Regions from separate parts of the Anas platyrhynchos genome. Here region 2 is linked to region 1. The links are chromatin contacts, called in public Hi-C maps. All regions are on one chromosome and are shown on one strand. Each heading gives the region's core, a stretch centred on a gene start, on an enhancer-like site or on the middle of the called end of the contact. The rest is flanking DNA. Distances are from core to core; before and after follow the strand shown. Region 1 overlaps ULK1 (unc-51 like autophagy activating kinase 1). Region 2 overlaps MMP17 (matrix metallopeptidase 17).

Region 1 (3,596 bases), core at 78-2,577:
TCTCTGTGATGTGTCTGTTCATGAAGTGAAATAAAAGGGTATGCCCCTGTGCTCCCGGTGTAACCGCCTGTCCCTCTTCTGTTATTGAGAGCATCTTCTCAATTTCACAGTCCTCCCTTGCCATGCTACTGTGATTCTTGAGATGTGATGCTGCCAGAGGACCCGGCAGCCCTCTGCCTGATTTTTCTATGCTGCATTGTGGTAACTTCACTGTGCCACCGCAGACTGACTGGAGGAATCTCTCTACAGGCTCAAGACAGGAGCATAGATGCTCAGTGTGTTAGGAACACAACACCTTTGAAAGGTTAAAAGCTTCAAGTGTGAAGTGGAAAAAGCTGAAATTGGTAGCTTAGAGGCACTATATTCCTCAGGGGAATGGGTTCTCTGGTTTCAGCTATAATGATTTAAAAATATATATATATTTTTTTTTACCCCAGTTTGAAAGGGTAGGGAGGCTTAACTGGTTTGAGGGAATGGCAGCTAGTTCGGTGTTCATCTTATTGCCACCACACTATATAAAAGGGAGGGTAACGCCTTGAAGATGTGGCATGCTGCTGGAACTGCGGGTCAAGACAAGGCTCTAAAGAAAACAGCTCTGCTAGAGGTGAGCCGTATTTAGCCAGGAGTTCCTAATTGCCTGCTGGCTTAATAACGCTAAGAGCCACCAAGTTCCAAGCCTTGTTTCTTGTTTGGGGGAAGATGAGACAGCCTCTCCTTCACGGGGCCTGAGCTGAATTGAGCAAAACTTGTTGGAGCAGAAGATGCAAGTAAGTTTGGTAGATCTGCATCTAAGCTGCCTCTTATATCTTTAAGATCTCTTCACAGAATCGCCCCCTCTTGCAGAGCAGCCTTTTGAATTCCAGCTGAGTGCCAGTCCATGAGGAAAAAGGCCCAGCAAGGGGAGAGAAACTCTATATACACGTGCACTTGTGTCACGTGTACGCATCCAGGAGCGGCTGATGGCCGTGGTGACATTTTAGCTCTGCTTGTGCCTCTTCCTAGAACAGCGGGGTTTGGGAGCGGTGGGAGTTTATTTTCTATTCTAAATGCTGTTTAACTTATCTGTTTCCCATGCGCATATTTCAAAAGTTAGATTTTTAATTTCCTGTGTTGTGTTAAAGCTGCCTGCAACCTCATCTGTGTTTTCATAAGGATTCCTCCCTTCTAGCTGATGAGGCAGAGTAGCAGTTTGAAGTTCCTGCCAGCTTGTTTTGAGGTTTTACTAGAGAACAGCTGGAAAAATACTAATGAAGTCCCGAGTAATTTACCGGGACCTTCTACAAAAGAAATGATTTAGTTCAAGTGGAACGGTGCTTTCTTTAAGCCTGCCTCATTCAGCGACTGATAAGGAAGCAGGCTGGTAGCGCTGTTGGTCCTGTGGTCTGTTCAGCAGGCTGCTCCGAGCTTTGACAAGTTTCATGTGTGCAGTTCTTAAAATAACAGAAGCTAATGTTGCACCAGTCTGATTAGAAGGTCCAGATGAACATTATTTTAATCCCTTCAGTGTTATTTATTTCTCACACCACAGTTCTTGGGAAGCCCTTAGCTAAGGAGAGTAAGTTCAGTGCTTCCGTATGACCAGAATTTGATTATTAATTTTTAAAAAAAAGATTTCTTTATAAAAAAGACCTCACAGGGGACACTTGGTAGGGGGATTTTTGCTAGGTATTGGACTGCTTTTCATCCTAACACTGGATTTGGATTAGAGTTATGGTTGGGTCTAGTGAGTGCTGATGCACAAGGATTAGGCCTGGACTTGGCTTCAGATCCCTGGTGGCCATGTACCCGAATCTTCCAGCCTTTTCCATGCCCAGCCTGAGCCATAATGGTTGCTGCAGACATAAATCCTAATCCTAACGGTGTCTCCAGGTTTAGATGTAGTCTTCTCGATAAAGCTGTAATGTCTGATGGCTGCTGACCATAGCTCAGAGGTGACCCTCTCACTCATCAGGTTGCAGGCTCTGTCTGGCTGCATGCTTAAAGCAAGCTGGCAGCTCTTGCTGAGGGAAGTCCTAAACCTCATCAAATGTCACTTTTGGACACAGCTGATAACCCAAATTCGGCACTTGCCACTGACCTGAGTTCACTATTAGACTCTCAGGGCTGAAAACAGCCCTGGTCACAGCATAAACTGGGAATGCAAAAGCTCTCTCTTAATGCCAGCACTGAGCATTCAGAAATAGTGCGTGGAGGAAAAAAAAAGCCAAATTATTGCTAATTGCTCTGGAGAAACTACCCCCTGGGCTCTTTGGAGAACTAGCATTGTAATTCTTTCATCTGTGGTTATTTTTCCCTCCTCCCTAGCTATGCGGACGCTTAGTGAAGACACCATCAGGCTCTTTCTTCAGCAGATAGCAGGTGCCATGAAAATGCTGCACAGCAAAGGCATCATCCATCGGGATCTGAAACCACAGAATATTCTCCTTTCCTACGCTGGAGGCAGGAAATCAAATCCCAACAACATACGCATAAAGATTGGTAAGACCCTGTTACAAGTGTCACCTTAACAGCTCTCAGGAGACTTTGGTAACAGATAAGTGGCAAGCCTCAATTTCTTTTGGGAACTGTCTAGAAGAAAATTTCTCTGCTTTTTAATATGCCCTAATGTTTTTCCACTTCCTCACTTAATTCCTCTGCAAGACATAACCGAGTTCAGCTAACTTCAGTGGGCCTCCAAGCAGTAGGAACAAGAGCTTTCTGCTCTGCCAAGACATGGGCTAATATAAAATAAATTGGTCAGGCTTTGCTCCATTTCCAAGCAGAATGGTGCCTCCCTTTGTAAAAACAAATACTATCCTGCCCTAATTGGCTTGCAGTCTCTAGGCTTACCAAGAAAGGAGCTGCTGCGGTGGCTTTTCTATTTGGCTTTTAGTAGAACTGAGGATAAATACTAAGTGGTGTCTTAAGTCCTAAAAGTAGCTCTTCTACTGTCTGGCTTCAGAGCATAAAGGAAGTCAGGCACATCACAAAGCAGATGTTTCTGCAGTCTGAATTAGAGGTAGGCTTCTCAGCAGCATCTCTAAGAAAGTTACTTTTTTGTGAAGTGTAGAATTATCTGGAAGGTGGCAGTAAGCTATTTGGGAGATGCAGATGCAGGCGGGAGGGCTGTGGGCACAGCACACCACCTGGGCACTGCTGCTCTTCGGTGTGATGTGCCCTGCAACCCCTCCTTCCCACCTCCCTGAGAAATATGTGGTCCAGGGAATAGCTAGCTAGACCACTCAGTGACAGATGGCAGTATAAACAGCTGTGTCAAATCATTTCCTTGCTTGAAATATCTACTAACCTTGAAAGAACCTCCAAGTATCATATGATCAGATGCTGAGTAACCTGCAGATGTAACTTGTATTTGTATTCCTAGCCCTTGGCTTTTCCAGCTACCAGGTGATCTAATGGCTCAGCTTTCTCCCTTCGTCCTGGAGTTAGCACTGCTGAAACTTCTGAAGGAATAGAGCAAGTCTGTTTCATTAGGGCTTTCCTACAAATGTGGGTGGTGGCAAGTAGTGGTTTCTCTTGGATGCCTGCTGCACTGCACTCCTTTTCAGTGGAGGGGAACTGTGAGTTCCCCAAATTAAAAGTTGGGATGGCAGCAGATG
Region 2 (3,176 bases), core at 371-2,870, 39 kb before region 1:
CGCTGACATAACGTGCACATCCCATTGGATGTACTAGGTAGAGAGAAACTTTGACTCTCCTAAGATTAACTGCAAGGTGGTCGTTATTATGTCAAATCTGCTGTGGTAACTGATGTCTTGGTAACCTGTACCAGTTTCTACAGGTCAAAAACACCTTTGCCTTTCAGAAGGCAGTGCAACTTATCTTTGTGTCCAGGTCATTTGAATTTAACAATTTATCTAATAAACCTTGGCTGCCTACACACAGCTCTCCCGCTCCTCTGCCAGATCAAGCCTGCCACCTTCAGTAAGGTGCTGACTGTTCAGGCTCGGGCGCAGCCTTACCACCACGCAAGCAGCAACTTGCTGAGCTCAGCCTTACGGATGGGATGCGACTCCAGCCATCCCACCAGCCTAATCCCTTCACAGGAACTCCTTCACTCTTGGAGCTTCTGTTTCATGTTGTATTATGCTTTGGAAGGGATTGAGATGTACAGAGTTCAGTTGTGGTGCTGTCACACCTGGCTGTACCATGGAGGGTGGGCTGGGGTGGGAAGGGAGGGATGTGCTCCTCTCAGTGCCTCAGCCAAGGGCTCAGAGCAACAGAGGTAAGGTCAAGAAGTGCATTAGGATGGTCCTGGACTTTTACTTGCTCCTACAGCGAGCCCATGGTGAGCCCTGGGACAGCCTCTTGTCCCCAGGCCTTCGCTGCACTGGCACATCCCAGCCTGCTCAGACCATGGCTCCTGTTTCTCTTCTGAGGCCTGATGCAATTTCGGATCAGGCCCTTTTGGAGGCCCCCTTGGACATCTGTCAGTGCAGGAGGAGTGCACCATTGTCCCATGACTCCATCTGCAGATAATAAATAACATTTCAGTGGCTTTCAATGTTCCCTTGAAGAACATAGGTACAAAATATTGCTGTTGTGTCTCGTGTCTATTGGAATGGACGGAGGACTCGGCAGCCGTGAGCTGAAGGACAAAGCGTCCCCCTGCACCAGGGTCTGGCAGGCCCCTGGATAGCTCTGTGCTCCGCCGAGGATAAAGGCCCTGTTGAATGTCTCCATAAATTCAGCGCGTAAAGCAGTTGAAATCCACCCCAAGCGGTGCCTAATCACTTTGTCAACTGCAGTGTGTAACTGCGCTAGGTGACGTCCACTCCAGGCCCCCCTTGTCCCCTCTCTGTTCCTGCTGACATGGAGAATGTCCTGCTGCGCTGCCAGTGCAACCTGCTGGCCCACAAGCATGCTTGCAGTGGTGCCAGTACCCAAAGTGCCGGGCTGAAAGCTGAGGAGGACATGCACTGTGCCGCCGTCACAGCCCTGCCTCTAGTGCGGGCCCTGAGCTGGCAAAGCCGCCCCATGGCCACAGTGAGCTCCAGATGCGGGATGATCGCATCCCAGGACACAAATGGCAGCTGGAGAGCTTCCCCGGGAGGTCACGGGTTCACTGTGGGGCCAGAGGGGTCAGTGCTGCCTGAGGGTCACTGCCGGAGCCATGCAAGCAGATGTCCCTGGCACAAAGACACCACTGTACCGAGAGCTCTCGGCAGCAGGCGTGGAAGGAGCCGAGGGTTTGGGCCGTGCCGGGGCATCCCTGCAGTGTGGGTGGAGGGCAGGGTGGCTGGATGGCTCCTCCAGCCCCAGGAGGATGCGGAGATGCCTGTGGAGGTGGATGGGGCCATCGTGGTGCTGGGCAGAGCCCCCTTAAAACAGCGGGTTTGCCCCCCCATGGGGCTGCTGCGGTCCCGCCTGGTGGGGTTGAGAGCCCCGAGCATGCCAGAGGTTAAAACCACCGGGCCAAGACCACTGGGCAAGAGGGATTTTACCCCAAACCAGAGCTCGGCCTCGGGTGAGGCCTGAAGCCGGCCTAGCCCGGCCCCGCCGCCAGCGGGAGGCCCCGGCGCGGCCGCCGGAGGGCAGCAGAGCCCCGGCCGCGGCCCGGCGCCACGGAGAGCGATGGGGATAGCTGGGGGGAGCGAAAAAGAGAAAGGGGGAAGAGGAAAGGGAGAAAGGAAATGAAGAGGAAAGGAAAAAAAAAAAAAAAAAAAGAGAGAGAGAGAAAAAAAAAGAGAGAGAGAGAGAAGTAAACAGAGAAAAGGAAAAGTAAAAAGGAAAAGAAAAGGGTAAAAAAAAAGTAAAAGAGAAGAAAAAGGATAAAAGAAGAATAAAAAATAATAATAATAAAAAAAAAAATAAGAGAAAAAGATTTAGGAAAGAAAATGAAAAACTAAGTTGGGCAGGAGCAGTTTTCAAATGCCAAAGCCATGTCCATGCCTAGATTTAAAAAACAAGAATACCATTAAGTATAATTTATCTCGGACAAGACCCAGTGTTTAACAGCTTGAAAAACACAAAGCTGTTGAGAAGGAACTCCTCTTTACTTGCTGATTCAAATCATATGTCACACTTGTGTGTAACAGAAGGCTGCTGCCTCCCGAAGCCCCAGAATAGCTGAGGGGATGGCTGAACCCTTATCTCTGAGGGCTTTTCTCAAATGCAACTTTCTGATCTACGTGTATTGATAACGAAATTTCTCTCCTCAACCCCAAAGTTTAATCAGCAAATGCCCCTGCACAGCTGTGGGCCAGGAGAGCAGGCCCTGGGGATCAGCCCCATAGTTCAGGTGGAGCTCTTCCAGCCGGTGCCCCCTGCCAGGAGGTGGGTAGGTGTTCCTAGCCTCTTCTTGCCTTGCCACAGCCCCTGGAGGTGCCTTCTGCTTCTCAGATGGCAGGCTAGGAGAGGACAAATCCCAGAGCTGCCTCGAGCCCAGCCACCTTGCTTTTTCCATCTTCTCTGCCAGGCACATGTGGTGCATGAGCCAGGCTGAACCCAGAGCTGCTGGAACAGCAAGCCCGGGGGATGCCTTATCCAGGCAGGGGGACTCGTCCTGGCTCTCCGTGTTCCAGCAGTTCCTGGTAAGCCCAGTGCTGTGGATCGTTTCCTTGCTTTTCCCTGAAATTTCTAGACAGGGGGAGTTGGCTGGCCCTCGTGGGGCTGTAACAGGCCAGGAAGGGATTTAGGACAGCCAAAGCAGGGAGTACATGGCACTGCAATAGTCTCTAAGAAGGCAAGTTTGTGCTAAGAATAGGAGAGGCTATTAAAGCTGGATGGTATGTGGAGGATTTCTGTAGGCATGTGCTGGGGCCGTAAACTGGGAAGCAGTCTCCTGCAGTACAAGTTATTACTGGCCTCGTGG

Evidence for each region. Hi-C and Micro-C count contacts between places; a contact is called where the count stands out from the background.
Region 2: a Hi-C map of liver shows a contact between it and region 1, with 3 times the contacts expected there. The contact joins two enhancer-like sites. A contact is called at or near these places in 3 of 8 Hi-C or Micro-C datasets (liver and skeletal muscle).

The regions. Positions count from the first base shown.
Region 1 is chr16:12,804,917-12,808,512 of IASCAAS_PekinDuck_T2T, reverse strand. ULK1 (unc-51 like autophagy activating kinase 1) reads left to right here. Exons shown (of 27, transcript XM_038187282.2): 6 at 2,305-2,478. Among named protein-coding and RNA genes, the nearest start is that of ULK1, 21 kb to the left of the region's middle. Within about 2 kb of position 1,327, at least 1 of the 8 cell types and tissues checked has an H3K27ac peak or open chromatin away from gene starts, as enhancers often do.
Region 2 is chr16:12,845,090-12,848,265 of IASCAAS_PekinDuck_T2T, reverse strand. MMP17 (matrix metallopeptidase 17) reads left to right here. Exons shown (of 10, transcript XM_038187449.2): 10 at 1-898. Among named protein-coding and RNA genes, the nearest start is that of ULK1, 19 kb to the right of the region's middle. Within about 2 kb of position 1,620, at least 3 of the 8 cell types and tissues checked have an H3K27ac peak or open chromatin away from gene starts, as enhancers often do.